Regions from separate parts of the Sus scrofa genome. Here region 2 is linked to region 1. Evidence: chromatin contacts called from public Hi-C data. All regions are on one chromosome and are shown on one strand. Each heading gives the region's core, a stretch centred on a gene start, on an enhancer-like site or on the middle of the called end of the contact. The rest is flanking DNA. Distances are from core to core; before and after follow the strand shown.

Evidence for each region. Hi-C and Micro-C count contacts between places; a contact is called where the count stands out from the background.
Region 2: a contact with region 1 is called in a Hi-C map of liver, with 4 times the contacts expected there. The contact joins two enhancer-like sites. A contact is called at or near these places in 10 of 47 Hi-C or Micro-C datasets (alveolar macrophages, embryonic fibroblasts, fetal liver and 6 more) and 1 of 2 datasets of contacts at active chromatin or transcription factors (alveolar macrophages).

The regions. Positions count from the first base shown.
Region 1 is chr9:121,458,990-121,465,382 of Sscrofa11.1, reverse strand. FAM163A (protein FAM163A) reads right to left here. Exons shown (of 5, transcript XM_021063745.1): 5 at 4,742-6,393. Among named protein-coding and RNA genes, the nearest start is that of TOR1AIP2, 27 kb to the left of the region's middle. Within about 2 kb of position 1,787, at least 6 of the 83 cell types and tissues checked have an H3K27ac peak or open chromatin away from gene starts, as enhancers often do. A contact at or near this core is called in liver, where this site is marked.
Region 2 is chr9:121,629,279-121,635,829 of Sscrofa11.1, reverse strand. It overlaps CEP350 (centrosome-associated protein 350), which reads right to left. Exons shown (of 43, transcript XM_021063750.1): 9 at 4,551-4,697; 10 at 2,619-3,277; 11 at 1,717-1,838. Among named protein-coding and RNA genes, the nearest start is that of CEP350, 42 kb to the right of the region's middle. Within about 2 kb of position 4,184, at least 1 of the 83 cell types and tissues checked has an H3K27ac peak or open chromatin away from gene starts, as enhancers often do. A contact at or near this core is called in liver, where this site is marked.

The sequences.
Region 1 (6,393 bases), core at 538-3,037:
GCAGCTGCCCTGCAGAAAAGCCTTGAAGAGATATGACTAGAGGGGGAGAGCAAACTGGGGGCAGCCCCTCACCATCTGCCCCTCCCTCCATCCTGGGTTCCCACATCCTGGTGGGCGGCATTGAGCATAAGTTTATGGGACAGAAAACACTTAAGACTAGTGGGATGGGAGCTCCCACTGTGGCACAGTGGGTTAAGAATCTGACTGCAGTGGCTTGGGTCGCTGGGGAGGTGCAGGTTCCATCCCCCGCCTGGCACCATGGGTTAAAGGACCTGGCCTTGCTGCAGCTGCAGTGTAGTTTGCAGCTGTGGCTCAGATTCAGTCCCTGGCCTAGGAACTTCCATATGTTGTGGGTGCGGCCATTAAAAAAAAAGACTAGTGGGATGTCTTGTTTGGGTCCATAGATGACGTTTTGCAGAGGAAGAACGAGAACGTCTAGATTTATGTTGTTTAGTGTTTAAATTATCTCTCCACGCACCAACCCCACCTGGGAGCATCAGCTGACAGAAACTTTCAGTCTTACAGAAAAAACACACTATATTAAAAAGCAAAAGTAAACCACTCTGTTCTATGGGTTTGAAAAAAATAGGAAATGGTCTTTCGCTAACCATGTCTCACTCTGTCCTCTTTTTTAATTTCCAGTGGTCTTGGGATCGTATGTTGCATCTGATGTTTAGAGCAGATGCAGATGCGAGGAGCAGAAATGCCCCTGTGGGGAAAAGCCCAACTATGCATCGTCATTGAAAATGTGCTCCAATGTAATATTCTTAAAATATTGGAAAGCGGAGTGAGCGTGGGTTCCATTCACCAGGCGACCCTGTGGCTCTCCTGTGGGCAAAGGCAGAGTCTTGAGCGGGGCGACCTGATCTGATTATCCCATCTGCACTGCCCTGCCAAGGTCTGCCACCTCCTGCCCTCCCCTCCCTCCCCAGAACTGCCGAAGCCTGGCCGTGACCTGGCGTTGTGGCTATGGGGAGTCGAGGACATGACAGGGCTGTGGCTGTGTCAGCCCCGTAGGGTACAGACACCAATGCAAGCATGACCAAGGTCTGTTATATTTGGCCCAGAAGCTGTATACAGACTCTCTTGTAGAATCCAAAGCCGGAGCAGGCTTTGCAGCCTCCCTTTGCTTCTGGCCCTTCCTGCAGCCACGCCTGGGTGTCCTTGTTGACGTCTTAGGGCTGCTGTGTCTAAGAAACTGACACTCACCTGGGGGTTATGACCCCCTTTTTTATTTTTAAGTGTCTCCTCCCCCCTCCCCCAGATAGTTTCTGTGACTCCGTCCTTTGCTTCCCTTTGACAGAGAAGCAGCAGGGGCTCAAGGTTTCTGAGAACCAGGAGGCAAGTTCAAGCTCTTGCCCTTGAACCTTTGCCTGTGACTGACTCAGTCGTAGTTGCCAAGCTCCGTCGGCTCAGGCTCTGCCAGGGCTGGCTTCGCTCTGGAGTAATCCTCTTAGACCCCCAAATTGTCTGGTGAGCCCTCAAAACTGGACATTTTTATTCCCCCGGTCAGATGGTTGCTGATGGCTGATGGAGGAAACTTTCACATAGGAGGGACGGGGCAGTCAGTCTGGCTGTCACAGGATCTGGCTTGAACTTCATGCTGATTGGGACAGCCTGTCTGTGGCCCATCACACATCCACTGGACGTCGGCTCTAACCATACAAGACAAGGGTGCCGTGTCCAGAAGTAAAGAATGTCCGTTTTGAAGATAGAGATAAATGCCTCCCTTCCTGGGACGTCAGTGCCAGGACCTCTTTGATGATAAGGCTCCCTCCCCAGGCGCTGAGGCCAGACTGACTCACTGTGGATGTGCTAATCTGTCTTTGTTGGAAATCCTGAGGGCATGTACCCCTGTCGTGTTTGATGTTCTTTGCTCTGATAAGATATAAAACTGCTGAAAACCATGCTTCTCTGGAGCAATTCCTCAGAGCCATCTCAGAGTCCGTCTCCAACTTGCATTAAACTCTCCTCTGTTTTATTATAGGCTGGTGACTGATGATTCGCGGCGACAGTGCATCGAGGTGAGGGTGACTCTGTGACCTCTGCCTGTCCCCTAGCTCTAGGACTCTTGGATCTCCACAGCTGAGGTCACGTCTTAGAGCCGTCTTTCTTTTCTTGTCTCTGTAATTCACGTCACTGTGTATCTCCACCTTCTAGGCTCCAGCCTGTCACCTAGCTCATCCTCTGCTAGCTGCGCCTATCTCTGGTGGAACTTCAGTCGGCCCTCATCAGCTACAAATTGCCTTGGTCAATGGTTTCCTGCCCCAGTGACCTGGGACCCATCTGTTATGGATTGAATGCATGTGTCCTCTGAAATGTATATAATTGGAATCCTACCCCACAGCGGGGTAGCATTAGAGGTAGGTCTTTAGGTGTGATAGGTCCTGGGGTGGAGTCCTCATATGTATGATAGTACCCTTATAAAAGAGGCCCCGGGGGTGGGGTGGGGGGCTCTCTGGTCCCTTTCTTCCATGTGGTTCCTGGTTGGATTCGTTTCTGCTGCGCCACGACGGGAACTCCATCCGTTCTTCCGTGTGAAGACACAGTGAGAAGACGGCCATCCGGGAATGGAAAAGTGCACCCTCGCCAGACACTGAAGCTGAGAGCACCTTGACCTTATACTTCCCAGCCCCCAGAACTGTGAGAAACAAATGTTTGTTGTTTAAGCTTCCTATCTATGGTAATTGTCAGCCTGAGCTAAGACCCTGTCCTTAGCGATTCCATTCTTGCAAACATGAGGACAAAGTCTGGCAGGAAAGACATGCTGAGGTTGGTATTAACTTCCTAAAGTAATGAGGCAAGCAGATGGGACGTCCCTCCCCGCCCCATCCTTTTTTTTTTTTTTTTTTAGGGCTGCACATGCAGCATATGGAGGTTCCCAGGCTAGGGATTGAATTGGAGCTACAGCTGCCAGCCACAGCCACTACCACAGCCATGTGGGGACTGAGCCTTGGCTGTGAACTACACCACAGCGCACGGCAACACCAGATCCTTAACCCACTGAGCGAGGCCAGGGATTGAACCCGGGTCCTCATGGATGCTCATCAGGTTTGTTACCGCTGAGTCTCATTGGGCAGTATCCTCCCTCTCCCCACCGCCACCCTGTCTTTGAAGTCTTTGACCATGCCAGTCTGAGGACAAGGGACTCCATCTTCTGCCCTCTGAGTCTCCACTCTGCGTTTTAGTCCAGGGCAAGTAAATACCTGGGGGTTTAGGATTTTACCTGTGAAATACGTGTTAATTTTCTGGTCTAGAGTACCGTCCTCTTGAGGGCAGGGTGGTAGTTTTCATCTCTCTCTCTCTCATTCCTGGCACGATGTTTAGCACCTAGGGTTGCATCTCCAGCAAATGTTAGTTGAACGGACAGTTTTGCCTGTAAGCCCTACTCTGTCATGGCTGTTTTGCACAGTGGGTGCCTTTTTGGCGTTCCCACCTAGCTCAGCGAGGGAGCACCTTGGTTGACCCTTAGAATAGTCGCTGGATCACAGGACTCAAAGCTGTGGACACGGCTGCAGCGGGAACCACGTGGCTCACTACGGAAATGATGGTGTCTGGCCACTCAGCTTCATTTAGAACTTTCTGCGACGCACGGATCCCAGAACGTGACAAAGGAGTCAGACTTTTGACAATCAGGTTGTTTTGTCTTTACTGAAACTTTCTGACGTCATTTGACTGGACTTCGAAAACACATAGGTTCCTTACACTTTGGCTTGGAGTTTCTTTGCCGAGAAGCTTCTTAAAAGGGGAACATGAAATGTTCAAATGACCTATAGTCCAAAGCCCTCATTTCACAGGAGGGGAAACCGAGGGACTAAGTGACCATCCAAGTAAGGACACGAGGTGATTAGTGCAAAACTGAGACCAGAGCCATTTCCTTCCGGACTGGAGAAGCCTAGCAAGTGACCTAGAGAGGTACAGTATTAAAAGCACCCACTGTGACATCAAAACAGTGTGTGTGGGAGCAGGGGGCAGGTAAGAAGGCAGAGTTTTAGAACGTATGTGAACTTACATCTTTATCAACTTAAAACAATAAAATAAAACTTGAGGTTATAAGATTAAAAAAAAATCCTGGGGAGTACTATAGAACTATACAATATTGTATTAAAACAAAAACAAAAAAGACAGAGAGCGGTCCAAAAAGTTGCCTAACCACACCCAGTAGTTCAAACTGAAATCTGATACAAAACTCCCTCTGACAGCCAGGACAAAAGTGCCATTATTCCCAACTCCTAATTTATCCTGCCCCCTCCACCTTTCCCTGGTGGTACCCAGAAGTCTGATTTGGAAATCTCTGAGTCTGTTTCTGTTGTATAAATAAGTTCTTTGTTAGCATTTTTTATTAGATTCCATATACAAGTGAATGGTGATATAAAACAGAGAACGAACAAGGACCTCCTGTCAAGCACAGGGAAATCTACTCAATATTCTGTAATAACCTATACAGGAAAAGAGCCTGAGAAAGAAAGAATGAATGTATGAATAGAACTCATTCACGGAGTTCCCGTCGTGGCTCAGTGGTTAACGAATCCAACTAGGAACCATGAGGTTGCAGGTTCGATCCCTGGCCTTGCTCCGTGGGTTAAGGATCCGGCGTTGCCGTGAGCTGTGGTGTAGGTTGCAGATGAGGCTCGGATCCCGCGTGGCTGTGGCTCTGGCGTAGGCCGGCAGCTACAGCTCTGATTGGACCCCTAGCCTGGGAACTTCCATATGCCACGGGAGCGGCCCTAGAAAAGGCAAAAAGACAAAACAAAACAAAACAAAAGAACGGATTTACTGTGCTGTATACCTAACACTAACATAACATTGTAAATCCACTATGCTCTAGAATAATTAAAAAAAAAGATTGCTGTGTCTGCTGGGATGTCACAGGGAGCGAGGAGGTGACAGCTTTGTGCCCAGCAGCTCGTTCCCAACTACTGCAGTGCCCAGCACCGCACCAGCTGTTGGGCACGAAGGTCTAGGCCCCCGAGGATCATCACAGAGGCGCCTGGAGGCCTGAGGGGCAGGCAGCACCCTTTAGGGGCTACTCGCTTCTCCATGGAGGGAGATGCTAGGCGGTGGAGGAGGGATGGGCTTCAGGGGTGAAGGACTAAGGTGGACAGAATGGCCACCAGGGAGGCGAGAGGAGCAGCCTGGACCAGGCTGAGGAGGGAGAGAGAGGTTACTGTCATCCAGGACGTGCCCAGGTCGGGCCCATGATTGGGCCTTTTCCATCCTGAGCAGGTAGAGCCGGAGGTGGGGGAACTCTTGGTTCTGACTCTTCTTGCTGCTGCTTTGGTCAAGAAGCTTGGCCTCAGATATTGATGGTGTAATCAGTATTCTCTGAGCAGCACTTGAAAGTATTTTTTCTGGCCACACCTGCGGCAGGTGGAAATTCCCAGGCCAGGGATGGAACCTGTGCCACAGCTGTAACCAGAGCCACAGCAGTGACAATGCCAGATCCTTAACCCACTGAGCCACAGGGAACTCCGGCGCTTCTAAACTTGAGCGTAGAAAATGGCTGGGCGTGCTCAGGGCTATCTCAGAAAGGGACTCTGCAGGGCAGGGCTGTGGCCCCACCACGTGGCCTGAGGCCCCACAGAGTGAAGAGGCTGATTTAAGGCTGGGGAGGGTGTGGCTGCTCTGTGGGGGATGGAGGAGGTGGCTGAAGGCTGGAGTCCTTGCCAGTGATGACAGAATTTGCCTCGGGGCTTTTGTTCGCAGGGGACAACTAGTGACAGAGCTGCAGCCGGCTGTCTCCTGCTTGGGACAGAGCACCCTGAGCTCGGGAAGCCTGGATGTTGATGCTCAGGCCAGCTGGCCTGCTGTCCAGTCAGCCGTGGTCAGGGCTCGCCTTGTCCTGAGATGGGGAGGGAGCATCACTTTCTCTCACATACTCTCACGGCACCACACACCTGCCTTCACCCTCCTCCTTCCTAACTCCTCCCTTTCACCCAGAACCTACATCCTGGTTCTCTGGTCCTCATTCCCCACCTCTCCCATCTCTGCTGGGGTCTGAGCTGAGGACCTGAACTATCAACTACAGGTGGGGACACCACAGGACCTGACAGTGAGGGTGAGGTGGGCGCAGGCTGCTCCCCAGGGAGGCTCCCTGTCACGGCTGGGCTCCTTCCAGCTCCGAGGGCAGCAGTGGCTGCACAAATCGCCTTTCCCAACACATGACACATCCTTCCTGGAAGTGAGCTCCCACTGAGGCAAGGGGTGGTGGGGTGGGGAGCTACACGGCGAAGGGAAGCAGGAAGGGAGAGGAGGCAGGTAGAGCTGGGTTTGAAAATGCACATTTTGGGTGATGAGAAGGGGCATTCCCTCTTAAGTCTATGCCCAGCTGCCCCTTCCCCAGGTGAAGAACAGAGGCCCCTGGGGGATTTCTATGTCAAATTCCTTCTTTAT
Region 2 (6,551 bases), core at 2,935-5,434, 170 kb before region 1:
AACCAAACTAGCATGAATAAATGTGAAGTTCTACCAATTAAGTTCAAAAAAATCATCTTGAAAAGGGTAACCAAGGTGATAAGGGAACTGAAAAGCATGTCATGAAAGGGCTGGTTGGAGGTTTTGCTGTAGCAGTCTTTTATATGTAAGGACTGCTATGGAAATAGAATAAAGGAAGACTAGTGAATTCTACTCCACAGAATATAGATTATTACAAAGGTAAAAAAGGGGTGAGGTTATTAGCCCAAACTAAGCTGGCACTAACAGAAATACAAAGGAAATTATAAATGAAAAGGTAGTGTTGAGTAAAAATCCAAGATCTTGAAATTCAAGTAACCAGAATGGCAATTTTCTGGCAGGTTGTATGGTGACGGTAAACAAAAATGGAAAGACTTAATCCAGTTAACACTTAATTCTTACTCTTCAGTTTCAGAAGATCTAGCAGGGATGAGAGACTAATAAACAGCTACAATATGATGTCAGAAGCATTAATACAAAAATAAATAAAGTCCAGGACGGTGCAGATAAGAAACAATGAACTCTGCTAGCCAAGTGAAGTGACTTATGAGTTGGCTCTTCAAGGCCTCAAGGTCAGATACATAATTTGGAGTTTTCAAGGTAGCTAACAGAGAATGATGGAACATGAAGAGAAAAGAAATCCTGTACTTTTAAGCATAAAGTTACTGAGATAACTCAAAGAATTACAAGGATTAAATAAATAATAAAATAATACATGCAAAGTACTTAGATCAGTGCCTGAAACCTAACAAACAATAAATGTTAGCTATTTTATCAATATTATTATTCTCTTGGGGCGGGGGATGGCAAGGGGGTGAGAGGACTAGAAGTATTAACCCAAACCGGAAAATACATTCTCAAAGAAGAATTTCAAAGTCTTTCTTTTCTTAAAATGGTTATTTCAAAGTATAATTTATAACCATATTATAATCTGAAAATCATCTTCTTAACTTTCATGCACAAATAGTTTTTGTTTTACTTTAGTGCAAACACTATATTACAGCAAAAAAAATTTTTTCTTATTTAAGTAAAATAGCCTTCAATCACCAATCTGAATTCAAATCAAATCCCAAGTCCTTGTCCATGTATTCATATGCACATCTAAATCTAGTTTTTAAGATGTTAAGATTTGTTGATATGAGACATATGAAGAAATTCTGAATATAATAAATACAGAAATGCGTTTTAAAAATTATCCAACACACACTGATGTATTTCTAGTCTTTTCTCTTAGTTTGATGGTAACCCTACCAAGATTTTTATCTGCTTTTTCTGAGTGCCAATGAATTAATGTTTCAAAGCAATAAGTGACAGCCTAAATAAAAAAATATCATTAAAAAAAGTATTCGACATAAATGCTTTAAAATATTAATTCCACAGTGATTCATTTATCCAACAAATTTTTATCATGGGTTTAGGTCAGAGAAGACAAGAGTGCTTCCAAGTGCAGGTGATCCCCCAGAAGGAAATGACACCTACACTGGAAATTGAACAACAGAAAAGCTGAACAAGGGAATAGGGCATGCAGTAAGTATAGATTATTCCACACTTAAGTACCCATCGAGGATATTAACCAATTTCTAAATAAACCTCCATTCACACAGAAGGTCAATTTAAAAAATTCACTGAGCATAGACCACTATTTTAAATATCAAGAAAAGAGAGAACCTTAACCATCTTTCATTCTTCCCTTTTTACCTTGCAAGAGGCTGTGGAGGTTCTGACAAAGACATGTCACTACTGGAAGATGCACTTGGGGGACGTTCCTGTACTTTGTTCTCTTTGTCAGATTCTCCAGATGGCTGATACCCTGGTCTGGTCTAGGAGAAAAGGACATCAAATTTATCTGACTGCCATCACAAAGACATATTCAAGGAACACAGAAAGTAAGTATTATGTCACTTCAACTTTAAAAGATCATAAAGTGCAGGAGCTTTTTGCTCTCAAATAAACCAATTTAAATTTAGTTTGTCTTAAAAACAGCCATTACAGTTGTCAGCAAAATTACACCTCAAATCCAACAAGGGCAAATAATGGTAAATGCATAATCTGGAGGAAGCAATACTCTTTCTAAACCTCAGTTTTTTTCACCTAATAAATGGAAAAACCAGTAGCACTTCCCCTTCTCAGGGTTCTGAGGATTTATTGACACTTAAGTCCTAAAGTCTTTAAAATAATATATGGCACATGGTACATACTCAAATGCTATTCTTATTATCCTTAAAAACAGCAATACTCACAAAATTGGCACACTAAAGTAGGATATTCTCAAATTTCAGCACAGATAATAAAATAAAGCTTTTCATTATTAACATAGTTTAACTTTATTTGCTAAGTATAAAATAAAAACTAGGCAAGGACGTAACAACAATGAGACAGATCAATAACAATCACTCTAGGAAATAAACTGAACACTTATTTTCAATCATGTTTATCAAATTACTCTGCATAAAAATAAACTTCATGAAAGACCATCATTACTATAAACATTGTCTGAGCATACATCTGAATATTACAAGTAATAATTTTTAAATAGTATAGCAAGTGAGTTTTTCTAACCATGAATTACTCCCTTTTGTATTTTTGTCACTATTTATTACCTGTGTTTCCTGTGTAATATGTTGATGAGTTGGCTCTTCAAGCAATGACTTTTCTAGTAACAATTTGGAATAAGTTTCCTGCAGTCGCCTAGCTGCTGATGGCTCGGGAGGAGGCACATTTTTTACTTTAGTAAAGGCTTCCTTCTGTTTCCGGTAGAGCTCCTGCAATCGTTTGTTCTTCTGTTCAGTGGCCTCCTTTTGAGCCTTCTTCTCTTCATTTTGCTTCCTCTTCCTTTCCTCCTGCTGTCTAACAATGTACTGTCGTACCTCATCTGTGTCATAGTGGCGCTTTTTGGAAATTACAGGTGGATCTTCATTAGCTGTTATTTTGTCAGGTTTTCTTTTTATTGGGCTGTGACTCCTAGGAGCTTGTATTGATGTTGATGACTTCTGATTCTGTAACTCTCCCGTCTCTTGCCTGGTAGCCTGAGTTGTAGAATCCAGCTGCAGGTCATCAAGAATTCCACGAATTTCAACAGGTAAAAAGTCCTTATTTAAGGCAGCATTTTCCTCCTGTTTATTATCTGGAAGAGGTGGGGCTGATTTCTTTACATTATTTTCTGACCGAGCTCTACTTCTAGAACGTTCTGAGTTTCGTGGAAGATGTCTATGTGAAACATCCAATCTGGGATCTGATTCTGCTCTTCCAACATGACCTCCTGCAAAAGTATGACTAACGGTTAATGATGTATTAAAATTCTATATTCACTCCTAAAATTTATTGCACAAAGGAGAAAACTAGGGAATTTCACTTCATCTTAAACTCAAATTCGAATATCCTATAAAGTCTTATAAAGAATATTTTAGAAGGAAAGAAAAACAGTACAAGAAGAATACCAATATTCTTAGAAACTATACTTCCTTGGCACTTTTAAAAACTGCATTTTTTTATATTTCTGAAATAAGGATAGATCTTGCTATTGATATGAATTAACTATTACCATAGAATTACCATTTCTCTCCCATAGGCATATTTAATGTTATTATTTCTTTCCCTCCCCAAACCCCCAAACAGCTGTTTATAAAAAGCCAACAATGTTAGGATGCCACAACTCTCCAATGAGTAACAGCAAATATTATATATATATATATATATATAGAAAAACAATCATTTTATCATCTAAATGTTGATGTGGCTTAAATTTAGATTGAAAATGCATGTGAATTTATTTCTAAGCTAGATGAAAGAGGAGCAAATACAAAATATATACTGACTTCTACATATCAAATTGCCTTTCTTACTGAATCCATTCCAGAAGCTCAAATTAACTGAGACAAGTTTTTGCTACTGAAAAGGAAAACTGGCTTGTAGGTATTTATATTTCATTTCCCTGAGTTAGAGTTCATGAAAAAGTAACTAGTTACTTCAAATAGCATTCAAAGCATTTCAAAAAGAGAAAAGCAATGGATTTCAGAGTCAAACTAGGGAGCTGTGAATCTAGATCAAATTTTGCCACCCACTGAATGTATATCCAGAAGAAAAATCACTTCTCTCTTAGGGCCTGTTTCCTCATCTGTCAAACAAAAAAAATTCAACCTTGTGAATGTTTAACCTGTGTTTGTGTATGCAGAGATAAGACAGACAGATCTGATTCTCTAAAGGTCCCTAAAAGTCTAATAAGATTTGATTAAATGGTGCTTTGCTATTTATTCATAATGACAGCTGAAATTAATATAGCACAAGAAGAATTCTTAATAAAGATTATTATAACATCCATATAAAGAAATTATCCACAGGCAAGCCCAATAGAACTTTTTTTTTTTGAGCTACATTCTCAATTATAAAACAAAGTCTTAGAGCATTCTTTAAAAAAGGTATTTTTCACCCTCTCCTTGAAGTATTTTAGGACCAAGCAACCTTTTTAGTTGGCCTTTTCACCAACAACCAATATTTAATGGAACTGGAGATAATTTAACAATGTAATTACTCACCAGATTTAGTAATTCTTTCTCTTCCACTTCTGTCACTTGATGCTGTTCTTCGCTCTTTTTGCTCTATTCTGGGTGCAGGTCCCAGAATTTTCTTTACTAATTTTTGCCCATCTCGCCAAGAAGATGTACTTATCAGATGACTGCTACCTAAAAAATAAAAAAAAATAATAATAAAAAAACATATAAATAGGAGTTCCCGTCGTGGCACAGTGGTTAACGAATCCGACTAGGGACCATGGGGCTGCAGGTTTGATCCCTGCCCTTGCTCAGTGAGTTAATGATCCAGCGTTGCCGAGAGCTGTGGTGTAGGTTGCAGACACAGCTCGGATCCCGCGTTGCTGTGGCTCTGGCATAGGCTGGCAGCTACAGCTCCGATTAGACCCCTAGCCTGGGAACCTCCATATGCTGCAGGAGCAGCCCAGGAAATGGCAAAAAAAAAAAAAAAAAAATACATACATATATATATATATATATATGCATACATATAGGATTGAATTTAAAACTTAAATTTTACCTCTAAGAAGTACATCTTATTCAACCATACAGGTATTTGTAATTAACCTTTTGCTCATCTTATACCAAAATCAAAAGGTTTATAATCTAATTATATTTTTAATTTAAGTCCCCAAAATCAATTAACTGTTTGTTTAAATCTTGATATACCCACATACCTCAAATACTAAGTGTAAAATGCTCTGAAAATTAAGTTCCAAATATCAATGATTTCTGAAAGCTCAAGAACTAGGGCACTGAATCTAACAATTTTGGCACAGAACAAAAACATGTCTTAACTATAAGTGTTTACCAAAAATAGCACAGTACCTGACACACAGTAAAATATATGTCTGCTGAATGAACAAATGATTAAGCTAAGCATAGAAAAAAATTTTGAGGAAACATACAACAGTTAAGAGTGATTACCTTTGAAGAGGATGGTACTGCAGGGAATTTCACATAATATTTTACAGACATATACCAAAACCACACACTACTTTCTTTGCATAGAACAATGGCATTCAAAAAGCCAATATCATAGTTTTAAAATGTCATTATAAAAGCTCATAAAAATAAAATTATATTCCAACAAATGTAGCTGTTTATTGAGAAAAACTTTTCATTTATTAGTTTCAGATTGTAAAAAAATTAAAATTAGACCGTTTTTTTCAAAACAGATGATACAGAAGAAAGTGACAGAACAGGAGTTCCTTTTGTGGTTCAGCAGGTTAAGAACCTGACTTGTATCCATAAGGATGCAGGTTCAATCCCCAGCCTCACTCAGTGGGTTAAGGAACTGGCAATGCCACGAGCTGCAGCATAGGTTGCAGAGACAGCTTGGATCCCACGCTGCTGTGGCTGTGATGTAGGCCAGGAGTTGTAGCTCCCAATTTAACCCCTAGCCTGGTAACTTCCACATGCCTCAGGTGCAGCCCTAAAAAGAAAAAAAGAAAGAAAGAAATTGACAGAACATTATAAATCAACCATACTTTAATAAAAAAATCCTAAAAAAGAACAAAAGAAAAAACAGATAACTTCACAAAACAAAAAAATGACATGACAGTTTACAAAATAAAAATCATTTTTTAAAACAAATATATAAAAGTATTTATTAAGAAATGTAATGGAAATGAAAATAATGACATAGCACTTTAAACCTAATTAAATTAGGAAAAATACTTTTATATTCATAGCCCAAACTGGTAAAGTTACAATAAAAAAATCACTCTACTTATACAAAATATTTTGCTAATCAAAATATAAGTGGATATACTTTCATCTAAAAAAAATACAACATAGTATTACATGTCAGGGACCCTCAAAAGGCTTATTTCCCTTGATCAAATAATCCAAGTAACAGAAATGTATCCAATAGAAAGAAAAAAAATAAAGGAAAATGTTTACTGTATAATTTTTTTTTTTAAATAAAATCAGAAGTAACCTAAACACTGAATAGTGAACTTAGTTAAACAATGTTTCTGTTAGAAGGAGTACTGTGTGGCCACT